2 separate regions of the Drosophila melanogaster genome follow, and region 2 is linked to region 1. A link is a contact called in public Hi-C data. All regions are on one chromosome and are shown on one strand. Each heading gives the region's core, a stretch centred on a gene start, on an enhancer-like site or on the middle of the called end of the contact. The rest is flanking DNA. Distances are from core to core; before and after follow the strand shown.

What was found. A called contact is a pair of places that touch in the nucleus more often than the background predicts.
Region 2: a Hi-C map of the OSC cell line shows a contact between it and region 1, with 2.1 times the contacts expected there. The contact joins the enhancer-like site here to the promoter of ovo in region 1. A contact is called at or near these places in 4 of 107 Hi-C or Micro-C datasets (the OSC cell line, the S2 cell line, the Sg4 cell line and 1 more).

What each region holds. Positions count from the first base shown.
Region 1 is chrX:5,045,666-5,052,716 of dm6, forward strand. It overlaps ovo (ovo,), which reads left to right and starts at 2,608. Exons shown (of 4, transcript NM_001169202.2): 1 at 2,608-3,877. The coding sequence starts at 3,466. lncRNA:CR44833 (long non-coding RNA:CR44833) reads right to left here. Exons shown (of 4, transcript NR_123794.1): 2 at 461-489.
Region 2 is chrX:5,116,639-5,123,689 of dm6, forward strand. The region is part of intron 2 of CG15465; the gene reads left to right. All of the region lies in intron 2 of rg (rugose), which reads left to right. Among named protein-coding and RNA genes, the nearest start is that of Rpn13R, 12 kb to the right of the region's middle. Within about 2 kb of position 4,248, at least 7 of the 39 cell types and tissues checked have an H3K27ac peak or open chromatin away from gene starts, as enhancers often do.

The sequences.
Region 1 (7,051 bases), core at 1,358-3,857:
TTCTGTTGGCTCCGTGGGCCCTCTTCTACGCCCATACCGCCCCCTTCTTGGAACGAACCCCACCCAACCTAAACAAGAACCCAACTACCAAAGCCAAAGTCAAGGCATTAACAGCCCAGTGAACACACTCACACACTTGCCATGTGCAATTCCACACTTACGTACATCGGTATAGATGTATACATATAGACAAGATATATATATATATATATGGATCTGGCAAGCAGTGTCGGTCGTGGTCTATACCTTTGGTGGCCTAGGTCTGGGCCAACAACAAAAACCAGCTCGATTCTCATTGGGTTCGCAATCAAGAACTTGAGATTCGCTTTTGGTTAGAGATCTCGATCCACTATCTGAACTTTGGGCTTATATTATAGTCGCTTCAATAACCATTTTAGAATAATAAAGCTTTAAACTAAACTAGTTGCATTTTAAATTTTCGCTGAGAGTTTTAACTTACTTTTTATCTGCAAGGGTTTCAATTAGATTCTGAAAATAAATCAAAGAAAATCAATTATTATTTCGTATAGAACTATTTGCAAAAAATATATAGACATAATACAAATTCTCGCTTTCAAGAACATTCTATGTACACAATGTACATATAATCAAATCTTTTAGTACAACCAAAATCTGTGCATATTTTCGTTCTGGACCAGAACACTTGCATTTTGGCCAACGAGCGGCTTTTTGAGTGAGAGTGAAGTTGGCGCAGGAACAATGCAGCAACAACAACGCAGGGGGGGGGGATGTTCTTCAGAAGGCTCCACCGACCGAGAAGAAGAAGAGCCAACGGAAAACCTCTACTAACGCCAACATCATGACATTAACATTGCCGCTGCCTCAACGGCAAAGTCACAGTCAAAGCCAAAGTTAGCAACAGGTTTTCTGTGCCTGCCACTTCGGCCTCAGATTCTCAGAGCCGCTCTTTCTCCAATTCTCTCGCGATACACATCGATGCACGGAAATAAAATGAGTTTCAGATAATTGAATTACAAATTCTACCGATTATTTTCAATCAGAGGCCAACATTTTAAAAATGTGTTATTTCTTAAAATTTTAACTTGATATGAAATTAAAAAAAAAAAGGATTAAGTTGATCCTCAGTTTTATGTTATTATTCTATTAAGTTTTGAAGGGGCAGCGCACTAATTTCTTATGGTGCACCTCTCTCACCTGCGAACGAGGCTTCGTTTTCAGTTTCGGACGTGAGTTCGTCTTCGTTTTTACCTTCGGCTCGTTGCTCTCTCTCTCTCTACCTCCGCACACCAGCTCAAAGTTAGCTGTAAATTTGTTACGTCGCCGCAAAAGAGCGTATGCGTGCGTGTATGTATATGAGTGTGTGTGCCACACAGGTGTGCGACGCTCTGAATTCGCCGTCGCTTACATCACTTGCTCTCCATGTGTGTGTGTGTGTCGGTGAAATAACGTTAGTTATCCGTTGGCAGCGCACCTGTGCGGGTTGAAAAGAGATGGAGCTAGGCCTTCTTATTTGCCATTCTAAGCGCATTCTAAGCGATCTTCTCTCACACATACAAACGCATGCGCACAAGGATTTAGGGGAAGGAGAGAGCTGGTGAAAGAGAGAGAGAGAGAATGAGACGCACACCTGAGAGCGAGAAATGCCTGCGTTGCCAACTATTTTGCCGTTTAATTTCGCTTATATGGGTACATTTTTCCATCTTACTTGCCGCTGTTGCTTCTTCTTATTTGGCTCGTTATTTCTTCTTATTGTATTTACCGCGGTTCTCTTTCCATCGTTGTACACAAACACACTCGCACAGATATAATAATGATGAAATTCTTCAAGGGCCACAATCATGCCTCCTTTTTTGGGGTTCTTTTTATCGAAAATCAAATGACTTAGGAAACAAACTAGCCAGAATATTTAATTATAATTAGGAGGATATTTAAAAACATTATTTGCAAACTATTTCATTTAAACAAATCGTTTTAATAATTGATATCTATTGATAGGCTTAAGAACATTTAAGAAAAATATCTATTTAAATTTAGCTTTAATTCAATTATTTTAAGATGTGCTGTAAATACAAAGTCCTTAGTTCGAAAGTACAGTACAAAATTAACAAAAAATGACCGGAACATAAATATTTATATTGAAATTTTTCTAAATTTTCTATTAATTTGCCAATCCAACCAAATTCTAAGTACCACAAGTACAGCTCGCGGTATCGGGTAAAAACGATCTCAGCCGGCAAATGGCCAAGGCGAAGATTCTTGATCATGAGCGTGATCATCATTATCATCACTACCTTGACTCTGAGGAGGGAAAGAGAGGGCGCGTCAGAGAGACAGAGAGAGAGCGCGAAACTGCATGAGAAACGTTATGTGAGCGAAATGAGGCAACGCACACAAAACACTCTCACTCTCTCTCACACAGGTGCGCTTGGTTCGCCGTTTCGCCGCTGTTTTTCTCACCTGAGCAACGGCGAATATCTCGTTATTTTCTGACTCATACGAAAGGGAAGTTTCGCTCTTTCTCTCTCTCTCGATTTACGGTGTTTTAAATTCGCCGTCTAACTGAGTTTGTTGTAGCGGCGAGATCGATCGGTTGACTTTGGTTTGGCCTAACTGACTACCTCGAATACAGTAAGTTGCGAGCCGGCGTTGTGAATGCACGTGTTTTCGCTTAACTCACCTGGGCGAATCCCAAAGACCAAAGCAAACCATTAAACTCACATAAAACAATACAATTTATAAAAACGAAAACACTGTGTTGTGCATCAATCAATATAGTAATATATTGAATTACATCCATACAAAACAGAAACAAAATTTTTTTTGAGTAATATTTTTTACAAGTGCGCTGAATAACACAAATAAATCAAGAACCCAACAAGTGTTTGAAAACCCAAAAAATAAATTGGGAAAAACAAAAATTTCTCATAACCGAATATTTTTTTTTTTTGAAAACTTGGGGGAAAAATCAACACTTTTTTCGACAAGTCACCGAAAACTTAAAAAAAAATTGATTTTTCAAAAAAAGAACCAAGACTCGACACTGCCGAAAAGGCAATATTTTTCAAGTACATTTTTTCGAAGTGTTTTGACAAAACAAAGCAAAATTCTCGAACCAAAGAACAAAATCACGAAAGGACACCCCAAAACAATCCCTCAATTATAATTGACTTGACTTTGACTTGCAAAGCCGAAGAACTTTCAAAAGACATGAAGAGGGCAAAACAGAAGTTAACTTGAGCTCGGCTCATGACCAAATCAAAACTGAAATCAAGCAATTTTTTTTTTTTCAACACAGTGGACGAGCGGCGAACAAACATACACACACAATTGGATTAGTGTTTTGTTTATTTCGGACCCACTGTAACTGTCCCTCGTCCACCTGAAAATACGAAGAAATTCGTCGCCTCCTTGAATTCGTCGCGTGTCGCCGTCGCGTTTCGTTAAATCGCTTATCGTTCATCGCAAATCAACCGATAATCCATCATGCCGAAGATTTTCCTGATCAAAAATCGCCTGCATCAGCAGCAACAGCGCTTGCTTGAATCGCAAAACTTGCTGCAGCACAAGAATCAGGATGATGAGCGCTTGGTGCCGCCCCTCAGTCCAAGTGGGAGTGGTAGCGGCCCCTCGCCAACGCCCACATCCCAACCACCACCGGAACCGCAAGGTCAGGGGCAACAGGTGCTCGGACAGGTGCCCGATTCAGATCAACAGCCACTGAGCCTCACGCGCAAACGATTCCACCATCGTCGTCACTACTTCGGACAATCGCGCCACAGTCTCGATCATCTCAATCAAAATCAGAGCCCGAATCCAAATGCAAATGCAAATCCCAATCAAATACAAAATCCTGCGGAATTGGAAGTCGAATGCGCCACTGGCCAAGTTCAAAATGGTAAGTTGAACTTTTCTAAAACAGAGTCTAAAAATCTTTTCGCTGCCTTATACATAAATACACCTTTAGGAGCGATTAAATTTCCGTTTGCCAAACCGTTGTCACATAAATGCGTTCTGTTACTTGTTTGGAATACTCGAAGCACAAAATATCAAAGAACAACGCAAAGAATTTTAATTTACTTGGATAAATAATTGCTACAAATCTGTCAGTCAGTTTTTTTTTTTTTTTTTGGCCGATGGCAAATCGGCTGGCAATACAATGCGCCATATCTATTGCCTGGAAATCTTTTCAAATTTCAAGCTTCACTTTTGGGCAGCTTTTGTTATTGCTTTTCGCCCACACCATAACGAACTCGTCCCCAGTGTATCTTTGTATCTTTGTATCTATATCTGCCCTGTCTATCTTCCATTCTCCAAAACGGAGCTATGGGTTTACTTCGACATCAATCACTTTCATTGAATTTCGTAAGCGTATTATTTCGTTTTATTTATTTTTTTTTTTTATTTTGCCAAAAAAGCCAAGCAGAGTTCTCATGTCTCTGTTCTGATCTCTGTTTTCTGTTTTCAGTTTTCTTTTTATTTTCTGTCTGTTTCTGTTATATAATCGCCCAGCATGCTTATTAAGTCATTTCGATTTAGGCGGTGGTCTTAGGTTAAAGGTTTAAAATTTTCATAAATGATTAGGCGAGAAGAACTTTCTTCGTTTTCGGGGCGAGTTTTATTAATTAAGTTCTTTTCGATTTTATTTGAAAGTGAATTTCGTTCAGCGTTCTTTTGGCGTTTTTTTTCGCTAAAGTCTTTTGTTTCTAAGCATTTTTTAACTGCCCTTTGTCTGGCCTTAATTATATCTATATTTTTATGCAACCATTATGGCTCGACTTCACTTCAAGAGTAGCTTCTCTCACACGCAGCCTCATAATTTTGCCCCTTACGCAGGCATTATATTTCATGGTTATAGCTTATATATATTATTTTCACGGAGCGCGTAGTTGAGTGCTATATACAACATTTATTAAATTAAATAACATGTTACGTTCTCGGTTCCTCCCGGTTTATCGCCAAGCCAACCAAGTTCCCTTCATCATCTCTATCGCCCATCCACTTAAAAATGTATTATGAACGCTTCCGCTGTATAATTTTTATGAGTTCTGCGGATATTGTAATGGAAGTTATTTGAAGGGAAATCGTTTCGCAACGTTATATTCTCAAAGAAAAAATTTTTAAATTGGATAGAATTACACAGAAGTTGGTGAGCTCATCGGATTCGCATAACTTCATAACTAACACTTTGAAGTTTTAAGTTCCAACTTTGATCAATCTATGCAGGATTTAATATTATTTAGGTCTTGCACTCTAAACATGTGTTCTCATGCTGCTCTGATTTCAAAGAACCCTCTGGTCACACTGCTTGTTCACTTTTTTTTTTTTTTGTTCAATTACCGCTCGCTGTTCGTGTTTTTCTTGGCTTTAGTGGGCTGTGCCCATGGCCAAGAACTTCACACACTTGAGCGCACACTCACACACTAGAGCGAAGCTAGAACGAACGAAAAAAAAAAAATTATATAACTACCAAAGTACAAGGTACTAAAAGCCAGATACAAGAAAAAATCTCCTCTCAACCACGCAAAAGTACAAGTTTTGCCAGAAGATGAAGAACCAAAGCCAAAGCAAAAAGAAACGGAAAAAGAAAAAGAAAAGAGTGCGGAGCAGAAAAAGAACTTCATTTTGTTTGGTTTTGCAGCCTAGACTTGAGCTAAAGTTCCAACTACACACAATGACTAAGAAGATCATCATGACGATCATGAGAGCCAAGTTCAGTTGAGGAGGTGGAGCAGGAGAAGGTGGTTTGGGGATGAGGACGTTGGGTGGGGTGCATTGTAGGTACGTCGTCTGCCATTTGGCCTAAGCAAAGTCAAGGCAACTGGCCATAATAAAACTTGTAGAACCAGTCGAATTGAAGACTGGGGAGAAGAAACTCACCAGAAGAGGCAGGAAAGGCAAAAGAACAGAGCTTGTGAAATGCTAAAGGGCCTTGGAGGATGAACATTGCTACAGGAGAAAAAGCAAAATGCGAACCAAGATGCTCGAGAAAAGCGAACCAAACCGAACCAAAACGAACCGAACTGAACTTCATGCATATATGGACAAGAATTCCTCCTAGTTTCTTCGCCCGCCACAGCTGGAAGTTATGAGCATAACTTCCTGTTACATTTTCCTCTATCTTCAGTCAGCGATCTTTATGCCGCGAATTTCTCTCGGGCCACTAGTAAAAGTTAATAAATAACCGAAAGGAAATTCATTGATCGACCGATCGGCGATAAGGAAATTTCCAAAAATAAAGGAGAGCGATCAATGCAAATTCTGCAGCTGTTAGAACTGCAAGTTCAATTGCACACACAGAGCTTACACGCAGATGTTGCAATCCTCGAGCGGAAGTTAGCGAAAGGTTCCCTTAAAGACCTCGCGACCCTTCTCCAGAGACAAGTTCAGCGAACCCTCTCCAAACAACACTCACCATCTCAAACAAAACCAAAAAAAAAAAAAAATAAACACAGACGACGACGAGTCAAAAGCAAAAGTCAAGTGGTAAATGAGGTAAATGGTAAGGTAAATGCAAAAAGAGAAAGACAAGGGGGCAGTAGTAACAGAAAACAAAACCCAAAACCCATTACTTCATAGTGCCAGTGCTGAGATTTTCTTCGGAAATCAAATCAATTCTATTGTTTATTCAATTAAGCGCTTGATCCCCCAGACGATTCGCTCTCCGATCTTCAACTAATTGAAATCTAGATGGGCATCTACACTTGATTGCGCATATGTAAATGGAATGAATATCAACTGATGAGAGCCTTTTCTGCATTGATTAATCAAGCCTCATATGGGTAACCCTTTTCATTATCAAAAACCATATAAGAATATCAAATGCTCTGCTTAAGAAGAAAAAAACCCAGTTTAGCTACATTTAAAATGATAACAACTAAATGATAATGGCAAAACAATTAACACACAAATTTATTTGAGTAAACATACTTTTCAAATTGCATACCTTGGAAGGTAGCTCAAGTTCGCAACCTTAGTAATTTTTAATTTTGAATCGAAAGACTCAGGCGGCAAACTTGATTTCTCCAATAGGCATTTAATATGAGTTCTTTTCGCCTCGTCTTTTTTCTTC
Region 2 (7,051 bases), core at 2,998-5,497, 73 kb after region 1:
AGGCAACTGTTTCGAAAAGTTTTCTCGGCCAAAAAGTCGGGACACCAAATTGGAAATTTTATGCCATAGTTTCGACACCCCATGCCGCGCCCCCCTTTTCTGTCACTCCTTATTCTTTATTTTTATTTCAGGATATCTTTTTATTTGTTGCCTCTCATAAAACCGGCTACGTGATGGGCCAAGTCCGGGTTTTTCATTTGATGGGTGTGTCTGCTGGGTGGATTGGGGATTCGGTTGCATTTGGAGTTCTCGTTGCATGGGCATTATCCACTTAGGCAATTGCACAAAAAATTCGGAAGTAATGTTGTGAGCTCATTCACAATATATATATGTTCTGGCCTGCAGCTAACCATTATGTGAATAAGGGGTATCTAATAGTCGCTCTCACTTTATATTGCATTTCCTGATTAATTGTTAGGATTTTTACTCATGCTATTCCTCCTGTTTTCCTCTTTAAATCTAATAAAATTGAAATATTCTCGTTTTGCTTCTGTTGACAACCCCGCATGGAAGTTTCTACGTTTCGCTTTGCCGAGTCTTTCGGGGGCTCTTCAACTTGGGTTCCAAGTTTGATTTGAGGCTTGCTGGATTATGGATTATTTATTCATTCATAAATTATTTAAAGTTGCCTTCAATCCAACAACAAAAAAAAAAAAAGGTTTCGGACTCGCTTAAAGTTTGCCAAAAGTTTGAGCGGCTAAACCAGAACCAAAAATAAGAAAAAAAAGTACTTTCAGCTGCGGAAAGTTACATAACCTGTTGCTAAAATATTTAAAATGTCGCACAAAGGTGGAATCTCTTGCGTATAGTAGTAGTATATTGCATGTGTTTGTGTGAACGTCCTTAAATATTCCATGGCAGTTGCTGCCAGGGTTTTTATATTATATTTATTTCATTAGGCAGCAACTCCTTGGTGTATATTTACCAGAACTTCATCTTGTTTCAGCCTTGCTGTGTTCAGCTGCCTGTGTTGTGTTGCACAAGGACTTTGATGTCCTTGTCCGGTCTAGTTTTTAAATAATAAATTGCTTTCTGAAGCTTGTGTTCTGTTCCTGGCTGTATTCTTGTTCCCCCCAAACCGACCGATCCAACCATCCAACCATCCAACCAACCAACCAGGCAGCCCTTTCTTCTTCTCCAGGCCATAAAATTTCATTAAGAATTTAAATCAAGCTTGACCTCTGGCCTTTGCATCTCTCGCTTCATCGGCCAGGTGATGGTGTTAAGTTTGTTGTTGTTTTAGCCCAGCATTTTATTTCGGTCGGATTTGGGTCTCTTGCATATGCCACTTGTTAGTCAAGGCTTAGATTTCTGCCCCTTGGGGGGCAATCTTTCATGTTTCGAATGAGTGATATCATTATGGTAACGGAAATCCTGAACGAACGGAATAGAGTTGATTAGCCTAGCCAGTGGTCACATCGTTTTACATTATATAATGGTTTCGAGCAAGCATCGATAACTTTGCGTCGGAAACAAGCCACCAACATCCCCAGACAACCGACCAATATATGTATATGTATAATCCAACTTGCGCTGCATCCACATTTACGTGTACGTTTGGCTAATTGAGTGACTCTATATGAAGCTCTCTGAGGCTAACTTTTGTTGTCCAACTTTACTGTGCGTGCATGCATGTAGTATGTGTGGGTGTTGCATCTATGCATGTGTATGTGTCTGCGTTTATTGTTATGCAACGAGAAGTGAACCAAAAAAAGTTGTAACTCTGTAATTGAAAATATGTTTGCATGGAAGGCGACTCAATTCATTCATGCTGGTACTGCTACTCTCAAATCGAGCCGAACCAAGCCAAACCAAACCAAACCAAACCGAACCGAACCGAACCGAATCCAAGCCAAACCAAACCAAACCAAAAAAACACGCCCATTTCCATTGCCAACTTTTCACCATCTTGCCAACTCATTTGAAGCCCTGCAGCAGCATGGCAATTGCTTGTGGAGCGTGGTTATATTGAACATTCCGGATTCGAGGGGATTGTCAGGGGGGGGGGGGGGTTGGTGGTGGATGTGTTGAGGTGTAGGGAAGATGGGCGAAAAAAGGGGGCGGTCCATGGGCGTGGAGAAGATTGAAAGGGGTTGCGATTGCTAAAGGCGCTGGGGCAATAACAGCCGCAGCAATCCCAGAAACGGATGTTGTAAACTAACTGCGGATCTCACTATGCACTCGAAAAAAAGAAAAAGAAAACCATGCTCGAAAGTTGTATGAATAAAAGCAATGGGAAAATGGAATGGTAATTACACATGAGTAATGTTATAAAAAACTTATATGTAAAGTATACGCACAAAATTGCAATCAAATGTGTTTGTACATAACTATGGTGTGTCCACTGAGACACCAGCTTTTGGTAACTTTCATCATCAACGACTAAGTAGTACTTGCATTCTTTGAGTGTACTATCCACTTTGCATTCAACCATGCATATGACAAAAGTTATGGCATGCAGCTTGGCCTGGCCGAAAGGAACTTGAAGGGGCATCGGCTCCTGGGCTCGGTCAAAAACAAAACTTTGATTTGCACTCAAATGTGAACGAACCCACCCCTTAACCCCTTCAATTGTGCAAAAGGCGAAACACCCGTCACCTCCCAATCAGCCCCCCCCCCTCTCCACCACCGACCCTCAACCCTTCCGCTTTGTCCTGGATGGCGCCAACCGTTTGTGGAGCAGAGAGAAAGTTCTATTTGCGCTTTGTGGTTAGTTAGCTATGCGTACAGTGCTTCCCAAACCTTGTTGCGGAAGGAAGTGCGGCAGGGAAGGGGTTGTTCGAAAAGGGGTTTGAAGGGGGGGGGTTGAGAACGGGTTAGTCCCTTTCGGATCGCCAGCTAACTCGCTTGCATACATACAAAATGCACAAACTTTATGAAAAAATCTAAAGCAATGCAGGAAGCGAAGATATAGGTACAGGAAGCGAGGCGGGAGAAAAGTCTGAGGGAAAATATTCTCGTTAAATTTTTCACATTTTTTATTTTAGCCACCAGAACGAGAGAGTTTATTCAGCTGCTGCAGCTTTGAACCAACAATTTGTAGGGATTTCGTTCTGGATTAAGTGTTGGCCAAAGTTTCCAATTTTATCTATATATATATATATATTTTTTTTTTTATTCTCGTTCTTCTTTAACTGCATTATGTGCTCGATTAAGAGAGCAAGCGAGAAATGTGGGACGGAAATTCGATGGTAAAATATTTAAAATTTTGTTGCCTTTGGGGCCAGTTAAGAAGATTAGTGAACAAGATAGACGAGTGGTTTTTCCAATGAAGTAGTTCTGAGCTAAAGCTGAGCCTTAATCGAAAACTGACTTATCGGATTGGCTGTGTTGTAAAACTTACATCAAGTCTGTTAGGTATTTTATCTTTTGTGTAAAGACGTTTAAAACACAGCTTAAATAAAACAACTAATTGTCTGCATTTCTCTTTTAATCCGCCTATATTAACAAGCCAAATATTTAAGTCTTTATAAACCTGAACCAATAAAACGTGCATAAAACTAATGTTTGCTATTTTCCTTCTCTTTCTCTCTTCTATTTTTAGGTAAGTCCTTTGGAATGAGGTACGATGGCAACTGCCTTTACCAACACTGGCACCTCCAATTTATACTCAGACCTTGACACGACTTTATGGAGTTGGGAGGGCATTGTTTCTGCGGTAGGCAATTTTATTGGTTGATTGAAAAAAAAGGCGGATTTTTTTTTTGAATGGGCAAAATGCATTCAAAAAGGAAGCTTATTGTTTAATAAATAAAAGGATGCTCTTTCTTTAGGACTATGCGGATAATTTGTAATAAAAATTACACTCTTAATAAACTGTAAGTAGCTGGTATAATTTGTATACGCTATCTGTGTTTGTTGCTGTATCCTTGTATACTTTTTAACGTCTACAGCAATCAGTATGAAAGAATTTCGAGTGGCAATGTGTTAAACAATACAGGCAGGTTACAGGAGGTGGAGAAAGTGTAACGAAATGAAATTCGCAACAAGAGCAAGGAAACACAAAAAGGTAACACTCACGCACACACACATGCTTGGCTACGGGAAAAAGTGAAATTAGTCATTTGTAGCGAGCAGTTTTTAAGGAAGCACAATTGGCGGGGGGAGGGGGGGCGTGGGTTGGTAAGGGGTGGTAAAAAACAAAAAAGGAGAATTAAGAAAGGTGGGCGCAAGTGGGCAGGGGCGTGGTCGGACACGGCTGTTGCACATTCTCATCGCATGCAATTTGCGCTGGAACTTTGCCCTCCTTTCGAGCATTGTGTTTGCCATTGAACACGCACACTGAATGGCACTGCGAGTGTGTGGGCTGCTATGCCAGTGTGGGTGTGTGTGTAAAACCATTGTTCACAGACACACTCCCACACACAGACACCTCGAATTGCTGTAAATGGGCTCACGGGCAGCATTGTTGCTGTAATTGTTGCAATTGAGCGTAGTTCAGAACAATAGCCACCCACACTACTCATTTCACCCACACACACACATATATATATTTATATGTGTATTTATGTATATATACACATGCATATCGAGCTCACAATGTGTCACGCAGGCCTTCACTAATGTTTTTTCTTAGGTTTTTTTTTTATGCCAACTTTTTGTCCTAGCAATTTGAGGCCATTGAAATGGGTCCATTTGTATGTGTGTGTGTGCCTGATAAATTATGGAATTGTTATCCATAAGTGTTGGAAAATAGATTTTTATTCAAGTAGTAGAACGGTATTTGTTTAGTTGTCAAGAACCAGAAACTGTTCGAAATTGTAGCAAATAGTAAAAAATAGTCTTGTAAAAGTGTTTGTTATTCAAGGGGATTAACATCTTAATTGGTGTAAAAAGTATGAAAAAATACTTGTAATAAATTTGCAACACTTTTGATCCAATAAACATTTAAACCATTTTTCGAACGCTTTACGACTATCTTTCATCTTTGACATATCGTTGGCATTTACCATGTTCCATTTCGTTGGGGTGTCTTAACCTTGTGCCAGCAAGAAAAATGTCAATTTCCTCGAGAAAATGCTTCTCTAGATTTTTACATTCAACTGCAACTTGGAATTGTCGATGTGGGGGGAAATGGCAGAGGATAACATACAAGCAAAACCTAATTTACACGCCAATATCATGTCGTTTCACACTCGTGTGCCTGTGTGTGCGTGTGCTGTATGCTGTGTGTGTGTTTGCCATCTAGCTCGTACAAATACAAATACCAACATCAGGCACTCAAACACATACTCCTGCCGCTCACACACAAATACACACACACACACACTACACACATACATAAAAATGAGGTCAATAACAGGTAGATTATCAAATAACTATTACACATTGCGTGTTGTAGGAGACATGAAGCCGACAACGACGAAGGCGACAGCTATACGGTTAAGGATGTGGATGCGGCTTTAAGCACTGAGAATAAATGTTAGTTAATAGAAAATAAATATTTTTTCCAAAAAAAATTGATGGATTGCTGAAAAGTATGCCTTAAATATGTTCCCATCTTCTCAGTATGCCTTAATAAAAAAAAAACTTTTTTTAGAAATTGTAAGAACCATCATTTATTCCCACACTGTAGCTGTGGTTTCTCGTAAATCGAAATGCTGCACTGAAAACATATTGCCCTCGTGCCGCACATCCGTCCAAAGCTTGTGGCACACACTAGAGTCTTCATAAGTTGGCTTCGTTCGCTCATCTCTTGTTTCATCACCACATCCTTCGTTCCATCGTTTCCTCGTTCCCTAAACTCCACCCACTTTTTGGCACCTTCACTGCTGCTCTAGGAGCGCCGCCCACTTTTGCTTTCCTTGGCATTTGGACAAGTGGCCCCGGTTCATGTGGTTAGCAATCAACGCCTATACGGCTTGTCTTGCACCACCCACCACAAAAACCCTAATATCCCCATACCCAATTCCAATTCCAATTCCCATTCCAATTCCAATCTCCATCGGCCATGCGTGAAGGTCAATTTATCGCCTAATGACGTTGAACAATGACAAGGGATTCGAGATTCTGGAAACTGTGGAAACGTAGCGAACATTTAGTTTGATTTATCTAGTTGGAAAAACCGAACATTAGGGCCAGACAATCAATAAATTTCACCGTGGATTTGAAATTGCTGGCATAAATATTAATGTATGTAAATTGAACTTATTTATCTGTTCAAATATGCATTCATATTTTTGGTAGATGTAAAAATGTATAAAATACACCTTTCTTGTTAAATACAATAGATAAGTCGTTAAGTGAAGTGTTTCAAATGAACTAATGCATGCATTACATTTCAGAATGCATAAAGCAACGTAGATTGTCCTGAAAGAGGTCAGCTAATCGGATCTAATATTTACACTCACTTGAACCTAATGAATATTAACAATAGCTGAACAAATGCATGTTTCATTGCCCATTGGGAAGGGTTTATTTTATTGTCTTGGGAATCGGTTCGAATGCACTTGCAAAGGCAACTTCGACCTTCGACCTGCATTTGAGCCAAAATCCCATTCCGTGCCCTAAGCCCAAACATGCGGCGCCGCCATAACCAAGTTAGCAACATCCTGGTTCCGGTTATAGAAATGCGGTTAAGCATTCAGCTTTCTAGCTTCGTCTTCTACATTGGCCAAAGGAATTTGGCTTTTCAGTCCCCCTGAACTTCTGTGTGTGTGCTGCGCCACCGCACACCCCTTCTTCGACGCAAAATGTTGAAGACCACCTGACGATGTTGGGTGATGAAGTCACAGAGGACCAGCAGGATATATAGAATCCAGGATACTGGATTTAGGATCCAGCAGTTTCGAGCTGCCAAAAACAAATACGGCAAACTGACTGAACAAACAAAAAAGGGCAAAATTTGGAGGAAAAGCGGAAGGAAAAATTGAAAAGAGAAGGAACTTATTGCTCGGCAAAGCGTGAAATGTTTACGAGCGAGTGACGATGGCGACTCAAGGGCTGGAGGAGGATTTTCAGCTGGGGTAGTGGGCAAAAAACCAAATGGGAGGAGCCTCGTAAAGAGATTTGTGTGTGCCTAGTGCAAATCGCTCCCTCTTCGTATTTTCCT